2 separate regions of the Mus musculus genome follow, and region 2 is linked to region 1. Evidence: chromatin contacts called from public HiChIP or PLAC-seq data. All regions are on one chromosome and are shown on one strand. Each heading gives the region's core, a stretch centred on a gene start, on an enhancer-like site or on the middle of the called end of the contact. The rest is flanking DNA. Distances are from core to core; before and after follow the strand shown.

Region 1 (4,155 bases), core at 1,082-3,581:
GGAAACATAGTTACACTGGACTCAGGAACCTAAGGGCTCCAGAGAGGCACCCAAACCTGGCCTTTTGAGCTGCATCCCTTGTGGTAAGGCTCAGGGCTGCTTAGAACCCTGTTGTTCCTGACTGCAGGCTAGTGATTGTAGATGAGGTGTTCGGTCCTGAGATTGGATCACCTTATCTAGGCAGTCCCCTAATCTACCACATACAGCGGTACCAATTGCAACAAACCTAAGCTAGGGATAGCAGAATAGCAGCACTAGTTTTGAATTTACTGGGACTAGCGCCCTCTAGTGTTGCAACCGTGGGCAATAAATACAGGCTCCAGAACGACCTTCTTAGAATTCCCAGGCCAGGCACCATTAAAGCCAAGTAGTGACAGCTGGAATACACGCCGAATGCTTCAGTGCATGGATGCTGTCAGATACTAACAAGCATCGAGAGCTTCCAGGGAGCTGAGATGTCAAAAGCCGATGATGAGGTGGTGGATATGTTGGCCTCTTGGACAAGAATTCAAAACAGTTATTTGATGGAAAGTCGTGAACTTCAAGAAGATACAGAGAAGCTGAGCATGGTGACACATGGCTGTACTTCCAGCACTAAGTATGTTGAGGCAGGAGGATTGCAACTTAGAAGCTTGTCTGAGTTAATGAGATCCTGTTTTGTGTAATGGTCAAGCAAGAGTTGGAGAAATAGTCTTTCTCAAGAAAGAACACACCAATTGGTTATCTAATACCAAATGGACAGCCCTGAAAATGTACATAAAAGTAACATTATGTAGGTTGTATTTATGAATGTAAGACTATATATATGTGTATGTGCATGTGTCTGTGTGTTTGTGTATGTGTGTGTATGTATGCATGTATGTGTATGTGTGCGTGTGTGTCTGTGTCTGTATGTCTGTGTATGTGTTTGTGTATCTATGTCTGTGTATGTGTGTCTCTGTGTGTGTATATGTATATACATATATATGTGTGTATATGTATATATGTGTATGTTTGTGTGTGTCTGTATGTCTGTGTATATCCATGTATATATGTGTGTGTCCATGTGTATATGTATGCATGCATGTGTCTCTGTGTGTATGTGTGCATGTATGTATGTATGTGTGTATGTATATATTTGTGACAACAAATAATGAAAAATAGAAGCCATGCATTTGGAAGAAAGCAAGGAAAGATGTATAGGAGGGTTTGAAGGGAGGAAAGGGTAGGAGGAAGTGACATAATTATAATCTCAAAAAATATGTATATGTACATGTATATGTATATGTATGCCAGAACTGGTCCAGGGGTGGATAATACATTAGAAATAACCTACTGAAACATGATCCTTAAAAGCACAAGAGAATCTGGGTGGTGGTGGTGGGAGCACACCCTTTTTCCAGCACTTGAGATGTAGAAGCAGACAAATATCTAAGTTCAAGGCCAGCCTGGTCTACAGAGGGAGCTCCAGGACAGCCAGGGCTACACAGACAAACCCTGTCTTGAAAATGAGAAATAAAAGCAGACAACAACCATAACAACAACAAAATAAAATCTCTGGAGAAACAATTGAGTAATCACCAGGAAACCTTGCTACAGAAAGTAAAATCATTTTTAGAACCTGTAACAACTCCTGGAGCTGAAATGCAGAGCAGATGAAGAGGGAACTGACAGCATCCACAGAGAATCCACCTAACAGCAGGGGCAGTGAACTTGAAGTCAAGATATTTGAATATATCCAGGAGGAAGAAAGTGAAAAGGAATGAGGAAAGCTCGCAGGGTCTCAGAACATCATGAAAAGAAGAGATACTCAGGTTTGGGGTTTCAGTGAGGGTTTCGGAATCCTAGAGTTAAACATTTACTAAAAGTAACAAGGGGATGGAAAGATGGCTTCGGCAGCTAATAAGTCTTTTCTTCTCTACCAGGGACCCCAGTTCAATTCCTAGCAGAGTTGGGTGGCATCTATAGCCTGTAACTCTAGCTCCTTTCTGACCTTGACTCTTCTTCCCTGCACATGTGGCATCTACTCACACAGACACAAATACATATGCATAAATTTTAAGAGATAAAACTTATAAAAATATAATAACATGCTGAGAAAAAGTGACAGTCTAGTGCTCAGGCCTGAACAGGACATCTCTACCTCCTCTCTGATGCTCCAGGATCGTTATAGACAGAAGGGTCAGAAAGTATACAAGAGCCGGAAAGGCTGTGAAAGGCTAATTTCTGGGTATGCCACGATCAATGCAACTGTGATTTCCCAGCAGCTGAGGCTGTCTTGTATAACACTCGCCTTGACATCAGTTAAACATGGATAAGGGAGGGGCTCGTGGGCCCTACCCCTCCCTACTGAACTATTGGCTACTAGTGGACTCTGGGAGAGGCTCAGCCATTATATTTCATTGTATACCCATGTGTGACTCACACATTATCCCATGACTGCCTTAGTGAAACTCAGGGTGTCACAAAACAAAACAAAACAAAACAAAACAAAAGGACCAGAATTTGAGAAAGCGACTTGCAGCTAGAAGGGAGTTAGACAGAGGAAGAGGAAGATGGGAGAGGAGGAAGAGAGAGTAACCCGAATGTATTATGCAATGCATTCGTATAAAATGCGTTATCAAAGAACACATTTAATAAATAAAGTATATTAAAAACTGGTTTTATAGGAATAAGCATGATTCACACATAGGTTTGTATATACATAAAAATGTATGACGATATTAATGTATTTCCTAAAAAAGATAGTAACAAAAAGCTTTCCAAACCTAGAGAGAGAACCAAATACCCAGATGGAGGAAAGTCAAAGGTAACAGATGTGATTTAACCAAATCTACCCCAAGTTGACATGTTATAATCAGGTCTCAAAAGTTAAAAGAAGAGAATTGTGAAAATAGCAAGAGAAGAAGGAATGGAGGGAGGATGTGTAAGAGGAGGAAGTGGAAGGATAGGAAGGGCTGATATTGGGTTGTAAAGTGAATACATGATAATAGTAATAGTAATAACTAATAATTAATAATAATGGCTGGTGTACTCAGCAAAGCAAGCTTTCAGAGGAGGAGACAAAAGGATATTTCTAAATAGAAGCGAAGGGAATTCTTGCCACTTAGACTCAGTCTAGAATAAATCCTAAGGGGAATTCTTGCGAGCACAAGACATTGTTGAGTAAACAAAACACTGGAAGCGGGCAGTGAGTTTTCAGACAGATGTGGTGTCTTCTAATACTTTAACTATGGCACTCCAAATATCTTTAGTATGAGGATTAAAAATCAAAAAATTTGAAAATGACTACACTGCTATTTTAAGAAATAGGCAATAGAAAAAGATGAAATGAAACATTAGAAATTAAAATATATGACAGAATACAGTGCATGTATTGAGGTTTTCTTTATTTTTAATATTTATGATCAAAATTAAGTTGCCATATTTTCAAAATAACTTGTACTAAATAATCTTTTTGTATATTTAATATTAAGTACAAAGAGAAAACCTACGGTTACACCATAACAAAAAATAAAGAATCGCTGGGCGTGGTGGCGCACGCCTTTAATCCTAGCACTTGGGAGGCAGAGGCAGGCAGATTTCTGAGTTTGAGGCCAGCCTGGTCTACAGAGTGAGTTCAAGGACAGCCAGGACTACACAAGAGAAACCCTGTCCCGAAACAAACAGACAAACGAAACAACCAAAAAAAAAAAAAAAAAAAAAAAAAAGAACCAGACAACACTACTAGAAAAACTCACAACCAAAAACACTGAGAGAGGAAGAAATGAGGAGCTAAAACAATATAGAAAACAAGTAACATCATAAAAAACAATATAACACCCATCATGATGGGTGAGTCCTTTCCCATCAATAACTATTTTAAATATAACTGGATGGAATTCTGCAATACAGATATACATAATGAAGAAAAGTATTTGTCCAATATACATCTGACTAAGGACTGATATCAAGAACATTGAAGAGACTCAATAGCAAATCATTATCTACCACCACTGTAATCATCTTTGTCATGATTCAATTATGTAATGGTAAATAGGCTGAAATATATATTGCCTCAAATAAATGAAAAAAAATGTGATTATCTATCTATCTATCTGACTATCTATCTATCTATCTATCTATCTATCTATCTATCTATCTATCTTATAAGGTCATGCATATTATATTCAGCCA
Region 2 (4,160 bases), core at 1,124-3,623, 330 kb before region 1:
AGGGACTTCCTAAAGCTATTTTTCAGTTGTTTACCTTTCTGTTTAAGGAGCTTTCTCTACAGGATAGAATGTTTGATCTTGGAGGAAATTTACAAAACCTATATACATAATAAACACACCTACACAAATTTTAAAAAATGTAATAAGAACCCCACTATGTAATGTAAAAATATTAATATGAAAGAAAAAGTGTGCTTTGTTTTCCTGTTAATCTTTTTCATTTATTTTCTCCTTTTTATTTTTTAATTTTTAATTTTTGTCAAGATAATTTTCATGTATCAGATATACAATGTGAGAGAATTGTGGTAAAAAAAAATTTTCCTCTTTGAGGCCCTAAAATAACATTTATCAGAATTCATATTTCTTTTCTTTTCTTTTCTTTCCTTCTTTCTTCCTTTCTTCCTTTTTTCCTTTCTTTCTTCCATTCAGAAAGAGCTGTCCAGGAGCTCATGATTGCCCTGCCTTTTTCTCCAGAATCTTGGGATTACATTTGTGAACCACCCTGCCTGGCTCATATTTCTTGTTTCTTTACTTACTGTTTTGTTTATTGTTCCAAGTAAAAATGTAACCTCAATGAAAACATGAGGTTATTTATCTTGGTCACCACCATATCTACAGCTCTCACACATAGCAGGTGCTCAATAAATATTTGTTAAATGACTGAATCCACAGGGTGGTTAAGCTCCTAGGAGAAGGACATCTCTGGGAGACCTAATATCAACAAAGCCCCATTTATGGACAGAATTGTTCATCTCAGGTCCCAAGCACATTTGTTTCAGGAACTGTGTTACCTGGGCACTAGCTAAGTACAGTTGATCTTCTAAATGAATTGATCTTAGTTTAAAGAGAAGGAAGATAAGTGTAAAGATTCGAAGAAAGGCAGAGTGAACAACCAGGGCATTGTGAATAGCACAAGGCAAGAAATCTAAAATAAGAACATATATCAAAAATTTAAATTCAATGAATAAACAGCATGATTGATTGATTTTGGACAAAGAGTCTCTTTATATAGACCAGGTGGCCTAGAAATTATTATTTAGACCAGGCTGTCCTAAACTCACAGAGATTATAATGCCTCTGCCTCTTGAGTGCTGAGACTAAAGGTGTGAACCACAATACCTGTCCTCTTTTGGTGTCTTGTTTGTTAGTTTGGTTTTGGTTTTGAGGCAAAGTCTCTCTATGTAGTCCCTGGCTAGCCTGAAATTCCCTATGTGGCCACAAACTCACAAAGAACTACCTATCTCTGTCTCCTGAGTGTTGGGATTAAAAGCTGTGCCATCATGCCTGGCGTTGTTTATGTTTAAATTTCTTCGTTTTATCTTTAAAATAGTTATTCTCTGACAATTTTACATCTGCATGCAATGCAGTCTCACTACTCTCTCCTCAGGACCTTTAGTCTCCCTCCCATCTCAACCCCCCCCCCCCCTACAAATCCATTTCCCATATTCATGTCTGTTCATTTGGCTTGTGACTCACTGAGTTTATCCAAGAGCATTTGTGTGACTGTGAGTGTTATTACTGTGGTTTGAATGAGAAATGTCCCCCCCAAAGGGTCAGGCATTTGAACACTTGATCTCTAGTGACTGATGCTCTTTGAGAAAGTTTAGCTTGGCTGTGCTGAAGGAAGTACACCACTGGGGGTGGCTCTGAAAACATATAGCTTTGCCTCCCTTCTAGTTTGCTCTGTTTGCTGCCATGCCCCACCCCACAGTGATGGACACTGAGTCAACTCTAAGCCAAAATAAACTTTCTCTTCTACAAGTTGCCTTGGCTATGACATTTTTATCATGGCGATAGAATAATAACTAATACAGGCTAAGGGACTATTCTCTGGTAGCTGATGAGTTCACCCGTGAGTACACAACTGAAGACAATGATCATCTCTCAGTCAGCATCCATCTGTTGTACAACCAATCTAAGCTTATCCCCGGCTACCTTACACAAACAGACTCAGACTATACTTACTTTATTAGGTCTGACAATTACTTAGGGGTAACCCCTAATCTACTCTTCTCACTGCTGGCCTGGCTCCTCCCTAGCAGTGTACCCCAGATACTTGCTGTTTCTCCTGGCCATGTGCCCTTTGTCCATCTCTCCTCATGGCGGCTTCCTCCTCTCCTCTTGCTCTTCCTCCTCCTTCTCCTCCTCCTGGTCTCTTCTCCAACCAGGTCACTCCTAACCCACCTACCTCCAATCCCTCCAGTAATTGGCTATAGCTAATTCTATTTAACCAATAGTTTTAAATCAAGGAACAAGGTTTACACAACAAAAGCTTGTAAGCATGAGAAGTCATCAATTGGCAAGAGTTCCCAGGGGAAGGGCAGGACCATGTGCACCCTTCCCTACCCCTGACTAACTATTGCTGCATTCAATCTAGGGCACGCCCAGTACAGAAAATTGCAGCTGTTGAGAGTCGGTAGTTACAATGGCTATGCCATGCCCTGAAGATAGTGTTTCACACCATTCATCCTTATCATCCATCTCATTACATTTTAAAATGAAGTTTTAACACATAATTCTCAGGCTATCAAGGCAAAGGGAGGGAGGAAGGGAGGGACAGAGAGGTGTATCAGAAAGCATGATACCTTCTGCTCAGCAGTGGATTCAAATGAAATCTTCCATTGAATAGCACATATACATATATTTGTTGGGGAAATGAGTTCTCAAAAGCACATTTTATTATCAACAAAGACAATTGTAAAGCTTATATTACCTTTGCTCAAGTAAGAGTGACAACAGCCCTCCCATGGAGGACTTGCAAATGGATTGGTTGCCTTCTCCATCACAGCCTCTATCCTTGAGGGTTCACAGTCACACAGCATTTCCTGGAAAAGCCTTTTGTAACTGATGGGCTATCGTTCGAGCAAATTAGAAATTTTAAGACGCCAGGTGTAGTGGTAAAAACCTTTAATCCCAGAACTTTGGAGGCAGAAGTAGGTGGAGCTCTGTGAGTTCGAGGCTAGCCTGATCTACATAGTGAGTTCCAGGACAACTAGGGCTACATAGGAAGACCCTGCCCAAAAACAAGACAAAAACAAACAAACAAACAAACAAACAAACACACAAAACAAACAATTAAAAAAAGCAACAAAAAAAAATTAAGACAAAGTATTTTGTATGTGATACTATGGTGACAGAGCTCTCTACCATCAGAAGGCCCTTAAGCCAGAAGCACCTATAGGGTATTTGTGGAGAGTAACAGGAACATGGAAAAACAAATTGCTTTTTAAAATCTGGACAGTTTAATTGTAAGAAGTATCACACACACACACACACACACACACACACACACACACACCTTCATACATACAGCAGAAGGGTTTTATAAAAGTGGCCTCTTCATACAGAAACTGATCCAGGTGTGATGTGGTACGCACACTTGGAATCCCAGCATTCCAGAAGCTGACACTGGAAGATATCAGGTTCAAGGCTGCCCAGGCTACACAGTGAGACTTTGTCAAATAAAAACCAACAAACCCACCAAAGAACAATAAACAAACTCTTGTAAATAATGATTATGCAACTCTCATTCAAGATAATTTTGCAAGAAATATGTTCTTTTGATTTAAAAAATATTCTTCACGATTGAGAATTTATACATATATATGATGATGTTTATGTGTTTACACATATCCCCATTTCCCTATCTAACTCCTCCCATATCTCCCTAACACATTCCCCTCCTAACTTCATGCCTCCTCATTTTTTTTTCTTTTTAATAATACACTTTGCTGGTTGGTGCTGCCCGTATGTGCAAGGGTGTAGGGCTATGCACTGGATCATGCGAATCCTTTCAGTAGCCATATGCTCAAAAGGAATGATTCTCCTCCCCAGAAACTATCAGCTGACAATAGCTCCTTAGTAGGGGAAGGGGCAGGTATGGAAGTCACAACTACTGTGAGTTCATTGTGTGACAGCTATGTCTTGTGTAAAAGACAGCATTTCACAGAGGAATCTTCATCCTGCAGCTCTTGAGTCTAATCTACCTTCTCTTCGGAGATGTTCTCAGCGTCCTGTGGAAGGGTAACACAGGGGAAGGGAGGGGAGTGTGTGTGGGATAGTGTGAGGGAGTAATATTCATGTCCCATTAGGGCTGAGCACCCAGTATCTGATTGTCCTTACTTTGCCCAGCTATGTATCTCTCCATTGACTGCTTCCAA

What was found. HiChIP or PLAC-seq counts read pairs in DNA pulled down with a chosen protein or histone mark.
Region 2: a FOXA1 HiChIP or PLAC-seq map of pancreatic cancer cells shows a contact between it and region 1. The contact joins two enhancer-like sites. A contact is called at or near these places in 1 of 484 Hi-C or Micro-C datasets (bone marrow-derived macrophages) and 2 of 115 datasets of contacts at active chromatin or transcription factors (bone marrow-derived macrophages and pancreatic cancer cells).

The regions. Positions count from the first base shown.
Region 1 is chr3:65,314,222-65,318,376 of GRCm38.p6, reverse strand. All of the region lies in intron 7 of Kcnab1 (potassium voltage-gated channel, shaker-related subfamily, beta member 1), which reads right to left. Among named protein-coding and RNA genes, the nearest start is that of A330015K06Rik, 14 kb to the right of the region's middle. Within about 2 kb of position 2,331, at least 12 of the 459 cell types and tissues checked have an H3K27ac peak or open chromatin away from gene starts, as enhancers often do. A contact at or near this core is called in pancreatic cancer cells, where this site is marked.
Region 2 is chr3:65,641,339-65,645,498 of GRCm38.p6, reverse strand. No RefSeq gene overlaps it. Among named protein-coding and RNA genes, the nearest start is that of Mir8120, 16 kb to the left of the region's middle. Within about 2 kb of position 2,373, at least 17 of the 459 cell types and tissues checked have an H3K27ac peak or open chromatin away from gene starts, as enhancers often do. A contact at or near this core is called in pancreatic cancer cells, where this site is marked.